Regions from separate parts of the Mus musculus genome. Here all the other regions are linked to region 3. The links are chromatin contacts, called in public Hi-C and HiChIP or PLAC-seq maps. All regions are on one chromosome and are shown on one strand. The core of a region is the stretch at or near the end of the contact, and the rest is flanking DNA. Distances in the headings are between cores, read along the strand shown. Region 1 overlaps Maml3 (mastermind like transcriptional coactivator 3). Region 2 overlaps Maml3 (mastermind like transcriptional coactivator 3). Region 3 overlaps Maml3 (mastermind like transcriptional coactivator 3). Region 4 overlaps Maml3 (mastermind like transcriptional coactivator 3).

Evidence for each region. A called contact is a pair of places that touch in the nucleus more often than the background predicts. HiChIP or PLAC-seq counts read pairs in DNA pulled down with a chosen protein or histone mark.
Region 1: a contact with region 3 is called in an H3K27ac HiChIP or PLAC-seq map of microglia, with 4 times the contacts expected there. The contact joins two enhancer-like sites. A contact is called at or near these places in 1 of 15 datasets of contacts at CTCF or cohesin (the NIH/3T3 cell line), 1 of 484 Hi-C or Micro-C datasets (nephron progenitors) and 7 of 115 datasets of contacts at active chromatin or transcription factors (craniofacial prominence, embryonic basal ganglia, embryonic stem cells and 4 more).
Region 2: an HNF4G HiChIP or PLAC-seq map of pancreatic cancer cells shows a contact between it and region 3. The contact joins two enhancer-like sites. A contact is called at or near these places in 4 of 39 promoter capture datasets (cranial neural crest, frontonasal cranial neural crest, maxillary cranial neural crest and 1 more), 5 of 115 datasets of contacts at active chromatin or transcription factors (acute myeloid leukemia, embryonic basal ganglia, memory CD8 T cells and 2 more) and 1 of 9 other capture datasets (embryonic tail).
Region 4: a contact with region 3 is called in a Hi-C map of cerebral cortex, with 4 times the contacts expected there. The contact joins two enhancer-like sites. A contact is called at or near these places in 1 of 15 datasets of contacts at CTCF or cohesin (the NIH/3T3 cell line), 3 of 484 Hi-C or Micro-C datasets (Sertoli cells, cerebral cortex and nephron progenitors) and 10 of 115 datasets of contacts at active chromatin or transcription factors (astrocytes, craniofacial prominence, embryonic basal ganglia and 7 more).

What each region holds. Positions count from the first base shown.
Region 1 is chr3:51,777,582-51,780,281 of GRCm38.p6, reverse strand. The region is part of intron 2 of Maml3 (mastermind like transcriptional coactivator 3); the gene reads left to right. Among named protein-coding and RNA genes, the nearest start is that of Gm46803, 71 kb to the right of the region's middle. Within about 2 kb of position 1,316, at least 76 of the 459 cell types and tissues checked have an H3K27ac peak or open chromatin away from gene starts, as enhancers often do. A contact at or near this core is called in microglia, where this site is marked.
Region 2 is chr3:51,738,266-51,740,965 of GRCm38.p6, reverse strand. All of the region lies in intron 2 of Maml3 (mastermind like transcriptional coactivator 3), which reads left to right. Among named protein-coding and RNA genes, the nearest start is that of Gm46803, 32 kb to the right of the region's middle. RefSeq lists an enhancer at 1,110-2,114. Within about 2 kb of position 1,440, at least 105 of the 459 cell types and tissues checked have an H3K27ac peak or open chromatin away from gene starts, as enhancers often do. A contact at or near this core is called in acute myeloid leukemia and pancreatic cancer cells, where this site is marked.
Region 3 is chr3:52,087,083-52,089,782 of GRCm38.p6, reverse strand. The region is part of intron 1 of Maml3 (mastermind like transcriptional coactivator 3); the gene reads left to right. Among named protein-coding and RNA genes, the nearest start is that of Maml3, 17 kb to the left of the region's middle. Within about 2 kb of position 1,257, at least 349 of the 459 cell types and tissues checked have an H3K27ac peak or open chromatin away from gene starts, as enhancers often do. A contact at or near this core is called in acute myeloid leukemia, cerebral cortex, forebrain and 2 more, where this site is marked.
Region 4 is chr3:51,795,188-51,797,887 of GRCm38.p6, reverse strand. The region is part of intron 2 of Maml3 (mastermind like transcriptional coactivator 3); the gene reads left to right. Among named protein-coding and RNA genes, the nearest start is that of Gm46803, 89 kb to the right of the region's middle. Within about 2 kb of position 1,302, at least 87 of the 459 cell types and tissues checked have an H3K27ac peak or open chromatin away from gene starts, as enhancers often do. A contact at or near this core is called in cerebral cortex and forebrain, where this site is marked.

The sequences.
Region 1 (2,700 bases), core at 67-2,566, 310 kb after region 3:
ATAAAACCATAAAGATGATTTTTATAGTCTACATATTTTATTAGAATCCTTCCTCTTCTGTAAGACCTCTTGCTCATTTCCACCCACAATCTCTTTTCATTGCATGCTTCTCTGTTCCCTTGAGAGTTTTTCAAATCTGTATTTACTATGATTTATCTTTATAACTTTGTGGTGTAGTCATCTGAGCACCAGGAAGGGTATCGTGTGTGTGTGTGTGTGTGTGTGTGTGTATACATATGTGTGTATGTTCTTGTGTGTATGTGTATATATATATATATATATATATGTATTTATGCATGTACACATGTGTGCATGTATATATAGGTATATGTGTGTGTTCATGTGTGTATGCATGTATGTGTGTGTCTGTATACATGTGTGTATGTGTTTGTACATGTGTGTATGTGTACAAAGTCATCTGTGTGTATATGTACATGTGTATATGTGCATGTACATTTGTGTATGTGTATATACATGTGTGTATGCATCTTTGTGCATGGACATGTGTATATGTGTGTGCGTGTATGTGTATGTACACAAATAAATGCTTTTCTTTAATCAGCCTCAGGGCTGGCCAGCTCCTTGCTTCCTTCATACAGCAAACCATGGCTGGGTGTGCTGGGTGGGCTGTAGCTAGCCAAGTCTATGACCCCAGCCTAGGGAATAGCACCATAGTTATATTAAGAGTTGGGGTATCTGCAGGTGAGAGCACACACGTTCCATGGTTGTGTCCAGTGCACTTCCCTGCCTACCCAAACCGCATTGCTTCCTGCCTGGTTTCACAGCCCCGTTGGTTCCTTGTGACCTGACATGTGCCAGGCTGGCAGAGATTGAGAGCCAGCGTCACATTTCACTGACCTACATTGCGAGGGGCCTTTGATTCCCTAGCAGAAGCTAAGATGAGCTTGGTAACAGAGGGTCAAGACGTGGTGCCCTGCTCATATGTGCACAGCTCAATAAAAAGCCAGTCTTCCAGCCTGCAGAGCCGGCTCATCTGAAATGGAATCCAGGTACACATCCTCTGAAGATAAATACAGAGGGGAGAAGGAGACCTCTCCTCTGCAGTGAACTGTGGTTCCTCCCTGTGGCTCTTTCCTAGCTGGGCTTTGCAGCCTAGAATTCCGGCTCTCTGTGTGGAAAGTGCGCACGTGTCCAGAGGAGAAGAGCTTTCACGGGAAAACAAAAGGCAGCTGTCAGTTTAATCCCAAGCTCCCTGATAACATTCCAGCAGAGCTCCTTTTTCTGGAGATGAAATAAGAACCCTGGCAGGCCCTCTTGACTGGCCACATAAATCATTTGTAGTAATTGCTCTGAGAGAGAAGAGCCTCTCAGCTCTGCAAAGCAGAGGAGGGAGTCGCACGCTGCCACTCATGGGCTGCCTCCTCTCTCTCTCTCTCTCTCTCTCATACACACACACACACACACACACACACACACACGCCTACTCACACTGTACTCTTCTCTCCCCCCACCCTATGAGCACACACACACGCACATGCACAGACTGCTCACACCGAGATGGGTTCTGAGAGCCATGTTTTTAAAAGCATGATACAGGGCATAATAAACAACTTTATGTTTCCGTTTCTTTGAGGCTAAGCCAATTTAGATTCTTGTGGAGCCTGGTTTGGTAGGGGATACTGGAAGAGGTGACAGAAAGAGTGGGAGGGGAGGATCACAAAGGTAAGAAGAAGAATGGTCACCACTCGCCTTTGGGCTTTGTTAGGCTTATCTGTCTGTATATCCCTGTCATCTGCTTCCTCTCTTTCACTTCTCCTGATGAAAACTGCAGTGTGGTCATAAAAAAAATTCCCCTGTCCTGTGATCTGGGAGCTACTGCTGAGGCTTGGCAGTTCACTAAAGAAAGAACTCTCCAAAGCCACAGAGCTATAATACCCTCTCCCCTCAGAGGCCAATAAAGATGGTGATAATAAAAATCATGGGGCTTAGGCATGGTGTGGGACCTGCAGTGGTTGGCCACAGGCTCGGGACATACACCCTTCACTTCCACGCTGATGCATATTCATTGAAAGTAGTGAGGTCACCAGAGACATTGGGAAGCTCTTGTATATATACACAGTTATTTGAAGAGTGGATGGATGGATGGATGGATGGATGGATATGTGAATGGATAAGTAGATAAATGAACAGGGGATAACAGTTTGAACACAGCTTAGCATATTAGAAACATAACTGTAAGTGTGGAGGAAATTGCCCACCTTTGCTGACAACTGAGCAGCATCTGGGCCTTCGCCACAAACTGAGTTCTAACTATTCTCAGGTGCCCCTTGAACATGGGCCTTGATGTGTTCAAGTTCAGGGTCGTTTCTTTTGTGTGATGAGAGAAGGCATCTCTTAGAATACAGCGCCATGCTTATGAACTGTCTGCCCAAGTGCCCAGACCACACTTACTTTTGTCACCAAGGCAGCCCCTTGAATTTCCTTGCCAATAATCTCCCATTTTGCAGTGTACTGTTGGCAAAGATAGGTCCGTCCTGATGTGTTCTGTGCCCAGAGGTACAGATGTTCCACCATGAGTCACTTCTGCCTCCGAGGTGCAGCCTGCTTGAGGGCACACGTGTGCTCTTATCGTGGGTCATACCTGTGCTGTGTCAGCCAGCACACCATCTTTGGTTGAAACTTTCTCTTGTCTACCTCACCTACATTACTATTTCTCATTCCTCTCTCAGCTGTGAGGCC
Region 2 (2,700 bases), core at 191-2,690, 350 kb after region 3:
GTTGTGAGTTATACTTTCAGTGAAAGAGAACTGAAATATTTCCCAGGCAGCTGAAAATCTCAAAAAGCTTTAACTGAGCTGAAGATAACAGGCTTTTAGGGAAGAAAGTATATGTGTGTGCGCGTGTGCGTGTGCGTGTGTGTGTGTGTCTCCGTGTCCGTGTCCGTGTGTGCTCATGCATGAGAGAGAGAGAGGAGGGAGAGAATGAGAGAGAGACAGAGAGACAGAGAGAGATGGAGAGAGAATGAGTGAGACAGACAGACAGAGCAGAGCAGATGTACAGACTAGAGGACAGTCTTGGTTGTCCTTGCTCCCAGCTTGCTTTGAGCAGAGTCTCTTATTGATCACCACTGTAGAAGTCCGGCTAGCTGGAGGTGTTGTCCTGTCTCTGCCTTCCATCTCACCGCAAGTGAATCAAGGTTTCAGGTGCCTTCTAACACATCTGTCTGCCTTTTGTGGGTCTGGGGATCTGAGCTGTGATCTTCAGGCTTGCCTGGTAAGAATCTTATCCACTGAGCCATCTCTCCCAGCCTGGTAGCAGGCTTTTGAGGGAACCCTGGGTGTGATTGAAAAAATGTTGGAGAACAGGATGGCTCCACTGGTGAAATCACTTTGCCACCGAGCTTGGTGATCGAGTTTCCTCCTCAGAAATCTTCAAGGTGGAAGGAGAGAACTGGCTAACCTCCACAGTGCCCCTAAATAATAAATACATGAAAAATGAAATGTTTTTAAGAGTATGTGTATGTGTATATATATGTGTGTGTGTATGTGTGTGATGTGTATACACACACACATACACACACACACACACACACACACACACACACACACACACACATCTACATGATGTTGGATTAGGATGCATGCACAAAGCCCTGGGTTTGATGTTCAGAAAAGCAAGATGGAGGGAGGGAGGGAGGGAGGGAAAGAGGGAGGGAGGGAGGGAGGGAGGGAGAAGGGGAGGGAGAGAGGGAGGGAGAAGGGGAGGGAGAAGGGGAGGGAGAGAGGGAAGATAAGATGTCCACTGTGTTTTGCACAAGACAAAGGATGATAAGAATTATCTAATCAGATATACAGAGAAGATATCAAGAAGAACAAGGAAATAAAGATGTGTTGGAAAGCAAGATGCAAACTAGAGAGAGAATCCCTGTTTCCAGAACTACTTCTCCGGCCTTCCAGCCTTCAGAGCTCCCTGCTCAAGGTTTAAGATGAGAGATTGTAAACCCTGCTTCATCCACATCCTTAGTTTAGCCAGCCAGAGCTTTGAAATGGCAACTAAATTGCCTTTTGGTGAAATCAAATCTTCCCTTACTAGCCTCAAGCAGGGAGGACTCCCTAGCGCTGGGGCTGGCTAATTCGTGCCAGCAGCTCAGGGTCACTCTCCCGGAACCACTGAGGTGAGCACTATTAAAGGGTTACTAGCCTCCTTTGTCGCCTGCAGTTTGTCCTGTAGGGGGTCACCCACTGCAGCCTTTTCTCCCCAGCCTGCCTGCCCGGCAGGAGGCTGCTCAGGGCAGTAAAATGTTTATTACCTGTTTATTGTGTGAGTAACCGCATTCAAGAAGGAAATATTTTCCGGTTTACCTAGGGCAATGAAAATAGGATTAAGAATTCTGAGGGCTGAGAAAGGAGCTGTATAAAAGCCAGAGTCACAGAACATACCGCCTGCAGCCACGAGGAGCCAGGCACCCACCACAGCTCCAGCCCTTTGTTCTAGTCCTGGCCACTTCCTCTCCTGTTCCCAGACTCTGCAATTCATCACCGAGGCTCTAGGGACTGCTAGCTCTCCCCTAAAGGAGAGTTTGGCTCCCATCCCAGATATGGCTATCAAACTGCACCAAAAGACAGGTCGGGGGCCTGATTAACATTTGCACACATATTTCTCTTGCCTCCAAAGGAAGTTACAAACAGCTTAATTTCCAACAATCTTGTAATGTGGAGGTTCAATATATAATATCATATAACCATTTGTATCATCCTCCAACCGCTGTGTGTAGTGAATGCAGCCATCACGGTCCAGACTTAATTCATGTCTATGATTTAAAAATTACTATCGCAAATCTTCAATTAGTTCCCAAACATGATCCTCCCCCAACAGTTTCTCCTCCCAGGATTTTTTTTCTTTTTTTCCCTTTTATCTTTTTTTTTTCTTTTCCTTTTTTCTTTTGTTTTCTTTTCTTTTTTTTTGTGCTGCTAATTCTCTTATTAAGACATGTCTTGTCTTGATCATTAATGGAGCAACACAGGATTTAAATTCTTTTCATAGTTCACAAAATTATTCTTCCCACTCTCTAAAAGTAAAATATGCAACCCTCTAAGTGTAGTCATTCTTACGAGTGGGCTTCAGGATTGAACCCTAATTATTTCTATTGTTCTCTAGGCATTCATTCGTTCATTCATTCATTCATTCATTCGTTCCGCGCTCGGGCTATTATTATCACATGCTTGGACATAGTCCTGAGAATATTCAGTTGTCCTTCAACCCATTCACAGGTCAGCTGCCTTCCAGAGGAAATATGAGTCCCTTCACCCTTAGCTTACAATGCCCACTTAACCCACTCAAAGCCTATTGTCCTTGGGCACCTGTTACCTGCTGAGTCCTCTATCTCATCTTTAGTCATGCTGTGGACCACAAAGTTCAGAAGTGAGTCTGCTGTGTTCCATCTTTGGGCCGGCTGCTCCCTCAGCCTAGGATTCTCC
Region 3 (2,700 bases), core at 8-2,507:
TTGGCGCTTAGGAGGTACAGGCGGAAGACCAGGATTATCACTGGCTATCTGTTGAGTTCCTGTCCCTCCTGGGATATATGAGACCCTGTTTCTAAAAGAAAATATGACAAAACAACACATGAGAAGGCTGAGAACTTAAGAGCTGTTTCTTCAGAGGACCCTGGTTTAAATCCCAGGACTGACATGATGGCTCACAATCTGTATGTAACTCCAGTTTTAGGGAGTCTGATGCTGTCTTCCGGCCTCGGGCACTGCATATACTTAGTGCATATACATACATTCAGGCAAGGCACTCACACATAAAATAAAATCTAAGAGACAGAGACAGACAGAGTGAGAAATAAGAGAGGGAGGAAGAGAAAGAGGGAGGGAGGGGAGAAGGGAGAGAGCACGAGACTCCTAAAGGCAAAGACTAGATGGTTGGGCATTCCACTGTCTTTAGTTTTTCTATGGTTTTTTCCTTGGTGAACCAAATCAAGCCCTTATCCACAGTGGGGATCGTCATGATCTTGGGGGAAGAGACAGAGAGGATCTAGCTGGAATATTCTGGGAGAGCATGCCTTATTGGGAGGGGCTTTTTGACGAGTTCTGCTGAGGAAGAAAATGACTGTCAGGTGTTTATAGGCGAACCAATCTGTCTTCGCCTTTGGCGGCTCTCAGCAGCAGGGTCTCCACACAGTGACTAGAGAATTCTTTGAAGTGGGTACTCCCAGAGAAGAAAGGGATGAGCCAAAAGGTTTGGGTCTCCCTATAAATTAAACCCAGCGTCAACAGGGATCAGAGCAAGAAACTTTAAGTGTCCAGTTTTCCCTTCTGTCCACACGGTCCCTTCCACTCCCTTCCTCCGTGCCCTGTGAATAAATAGCAAGTAGGTTTGGTGTTCATTACTCTTTTGCCGTGAAGACAAAGGTGACTCATCAGGCTAAATCGGAGATGGGGGGGTGGGGGGGTGGGGAGGATACCATTTTTCTCGCCGTGTACCAAGCTAGGTTACACGGAAGTGAATTCCCAGAAAAGTCGTAAAATAGTGAAGTAATCCTAAGACAGATACGGGGTCGACAGCTACAGGCACAGGCCCCTGAAGACAGGCCTCTGTGTTGTGGCGAGACAATACTGCTGACCATATGGTCTCATGGCAGGCCGGTTGTGGAAGTCAGTGGCTGCCTTTTGTTTGGGGAACTCTCTCAGCCATGGGTCTGTGGGAGCTCTCAGTGACTTCCTGTCTCCCTGGCAGGCATGCTCTTGGCCCCGGGCCAGGCTTGCTGTACTATTGCAGTCTCAGGCCAAGCCCAGCAGCTTGCATTTGGTAAGCAGTCATTGCTCCTGACTTTGGTCACTCAGCAAACCGTTTGTCCCACAAATACACACTAGGACCTTTTTTTACACGATATCTCCGTGGCAACTATTACAAAGAGAGCATTTTTTTTTTTTACGTACAACCTAATTAATTGATAAATGTATAGAATCCTGGATACTCAGTATTCCTGGTGAAAGTGAGAGTCGTTTGTATTTTTTCAGAGCCCTTTTCAAGTTGCTTCCCTACTCCTAAGGCTCAGCTAGCTAAGACTGGCTCGGATGCTAGAGGCAGGGCTCCTGCTACAAAAAAAGAGAGAGTCGCCATCTATCCAGTTTTTACATAGGGCTAAAACAGGCCCTATGCTTAGCCTGGGTCTATTTTTTGAATGTGTGAAGCCAGCATGTGTGTGTGCATAAAAAGGCTGATTAACTCCACTTTCCTCTGAAGCCTCTCCTCTGCCACTGTGCTGACTCTTCCCAAGACCAGGGTTTCTCCGTCTCCCTGAGTCCTGGATGTCTCTGATCACTGTTGGTTAGGGCCACCCACCCTGGCTCCTTTTCTTTGCTCCCCCAAATATGGAAATGATCCCCAAAAGAACACATGGCCCTGGGAAAGGTTCTTTCAAACACAGCAGAAGGCGAGACCCAGCGAGGCTCACACTCCAGGAGGGGAGGCTGTAGCCTGGGCTATTGTGCCCGTGAGGGAGAATATTTTTATTCCAGGAACTGCATGCATGGAGGAAATGGATACCACTCACACTTTGATTGAGGAACACCAAAAAGCTCCATGTTCTTGGTCTCTAGGAAGTCTTCGTCCTTCTCTCATATGTATGTATGTATCTGTGCTTGTCTGTGTGTGTGCATGTGGAGGCCAGAGGTGGGTGTTCGGTATCACCCTCCATTGCTTTCTTCTTCCATCTTGAGGCAGGAACGTCGCTACCACTGTCTAGCCAATCAGCCTGCTCCAGGAATCACCTGCCTCCACAGAGTGCTGGGACTACAAGTGGGCTGTTACATCCACTGAGCCTTTACATGGGCACTGGGGATTTGAACTCTGGTCCTTATACTTCTGTGGCAAGGGCTTTACCCCCTAAGCCATTTCCTAGCTCCTATGAAACCTTTTGGTGTAGAACACCTATGAAGGTTGATTTGGTTATGATGTTGGGATAAATCTATTTCTTTTCCTCATGAAGAAATGTCATTTCAAGGCCAATGCTGCTGTCTCTTGTATGAATGTATGTATGTATGTATGTCCTACTAATGACTAATCGGAGATTTTTATTTACACATTGGGCTGTGCTATGGGAATTGATATATTTTTGGCCTTGAAAAAAGTGTTTTTAAGTTCAAAGAATTACTCTGCTTGGAGACCTTCTGTGAGTTTGTACTCGCCATGTTAAGCAG
Region 4 (2,700 bases), core at 53-2,552, 290 kb after region 3:
TCGTGAAATTAGCGCATGATTGACAATATGAGTATTGTATTCAACATCCGTGATCCTCTGACTCAAACTGAGTTGGATACAAATCACAGGCTTTGGACATTTTCAGTACACTCAGGTTTGTTACCCTTCCCCATCCTCTATCATGATGGAAGCTGGTTAGACCTAGAACAACCATCCATACTCTCTGCCTCAAACAGTCCGTCAGAGTTTATGCCCGTTGTCTTTGTTTGGTTGACAAACTATTCACTCTTTATATCTCAACAACTGGGAGATACTAATAAGTCCCTGGTTTCACTGTGATTTATTGTATTTATTACATTTGTTACATTAACTCCTGTGTGCATGTGTGTGTGTGTGTGTGTTGTGTTGTGTGCTTGTGTCATTTCCTTCCTTCAACCACGTGCTGTCCCAGGATTGATTTTCCAAGTAGTCAGGCTTGGCAGGAAATTCCTTCATCCACTAAAGCCACCTTGCCAGTTTGGGGTTTTAATTTCATTCTCCATTTTTCTTGCGTATTTTCCAAGACCATTTTCAAAGATATGCAGAAAGTATGTGTGTGAAGCACTCTGAGTCTAGAAGGGCATTTAAGCTAGGATTTATTTATTGTTTCTGGTGACAATATGAAGACTCTGAAGATATGGAGCCATTCTGAATACTCATGAATCACAAGCCAAAACCACGCAGTGGCCAGCTGTGCCTCACAATAAACACCAAGGTGGGCTGGAGTGTCACTAACCATCATTACTTATGTGAGCACAAGCCAGGCTACTGACCCCTGGAATTTCTGCTCCAGTAAATATTTCACTTCCTCCTCAATTTGGCCAAGTGACAGTGATTACTTGGCTGTGTCAGAAGCAACTGTGGCTTGGACCGGGGGAGCTGTGCGGAGCCTGAGGGCTAGGGGTGGGTACACGTTTCAAGCGGATGAGCAAGTCTTTTGCACTCATCAATTCAAGTAACTGGAGTCTAAATTAGAATGGCTAATAGGCGTTCATTCCTTAAACAAAAATCTACCAAGCACCTCTTTCATGCCAGCCACTGACATAGGTCCTAAAATACAGAACTCTACCCTGGAGTCGCTTCCATTCAGGCAGACAATACACAGTAGCCAAGTACGGGTTATGAGGCTCTTACAACAACAGCAAAGAGAGAAAGTGGACCCAGTGAAGAAAGATGGAGAAAACAACCAGGGCATGTGGCCTGAGAGCTGCTCAGGACTTCAGTTATATCCCATTCTGCCACCTCTACCGGGATCACACACAAACACGGAGGGCGGGGAAAAGACAGCACTGCTCCTGCGCATGCGCACTGAAGCCTCAGCCCCAGGAGCGTCAGGGACACCAACGGCTGCCGTTCCTTCTCAGTTGCATTAGCCCTGACCGACATGGCTAGTGTGTGTGTGTGTTTTGTCTGTCTGTCTGTCTGTCTGCACATACTAGGAAAGGACAGAGTTGGACAGCCAGTGAGAAGTAAAGACCCTGCCTTTGTGGTAAGCACTGTGGTTCTCAGTTGTTCCTCTTCTTCTTCTTCTACTACTACTACTCACACACACACACACACACACACACACACACACACACACACACACCCCACACACACACATCTGGGACTTTTGGCCAGGTTCTAGGCCTGCTTCTCTGCCTTCGAGGTGGTTTACCCTGATCTTGACAATGACCATAATGGTGAATTCTGAGGTATGCCTATTTCATTTTGCCTGATCTGATTGACAAGGGGTCATGTATTGATATTCTAAGGAGGATGAGCTAGCACCCTGAATTTCCTAAGGACAAGACGATGCAGTTGCCAGTTGTCCAGGCTGCCTTCTATCGGGGCCGTCTTATTAACTCCGAAGCTCTGCTTTGCCTTCTCTTGTGTGTTCTACACTTAAAGCCAAATAAGAGGTCCCTAAGTCCACCCCTGCCTGGCATCGGGGCCTTTCGAGGGGACATACTAGGCGCACCGCTGCTGTTGGTCTGTGCACTTGTGGCACCGCTGTAATGCTGATAGGCCCAGTCTAGTGAAAAAGCAAAAGGCAGTTCTGCGCCTCCTTTCCCATTCTTTGAGACTGCAGTGAGGGTGACTGGCTCCCAGCCTGATATGGGCTTGACATGTGGGGCAGTCCTGAGTTCAATTCCTTGGGGCCTATACCATCCCACGTAGGCAGCCATCCAGCCAGGATCCTGGTGCCTGCCTGCCTGCCGAACCACGGCTGCTTTCTCCTTGTTTGTGGTCAGTGAAAGGAACAGGCTCAAGCGAAGCCCTCTCCTGATGGAGCAGATACTGTGTTTAAGGATGAAGAACGTGGCCTCGCCATATGTCTAGGGCCAATAAAGGGCCTCCTGAGACTGAAAGACATGAGGGCGGATTTTTCCTGCAGTGAACCTGTTGCCCTGAGTTACCACGTGAGGCTGGCAGGAGGCCTCTGTCCAGAACTCCAGCAGGAACTCCATGCTAACCAGAGTCGGGACAGCTCCAGGTCTGACATGATGCTGAGCAGCAGAAACAGCCTTGTCATTCCAGAGCATCCTAGAGCGATTCTAGAAAAGCCACCTATCCGTTCTTTTCGCACCTCATTGGTTGTCCATTGCTCTTTAGGGACCTCCAAGTGCTTGACCTGGTGACTCTAAGAAAGCTATTCTAACCGTAGGATCAGCGAGCTAAGAGTGTGGCTCAGTGGTAAAATGCCTGATGGGGATGCAG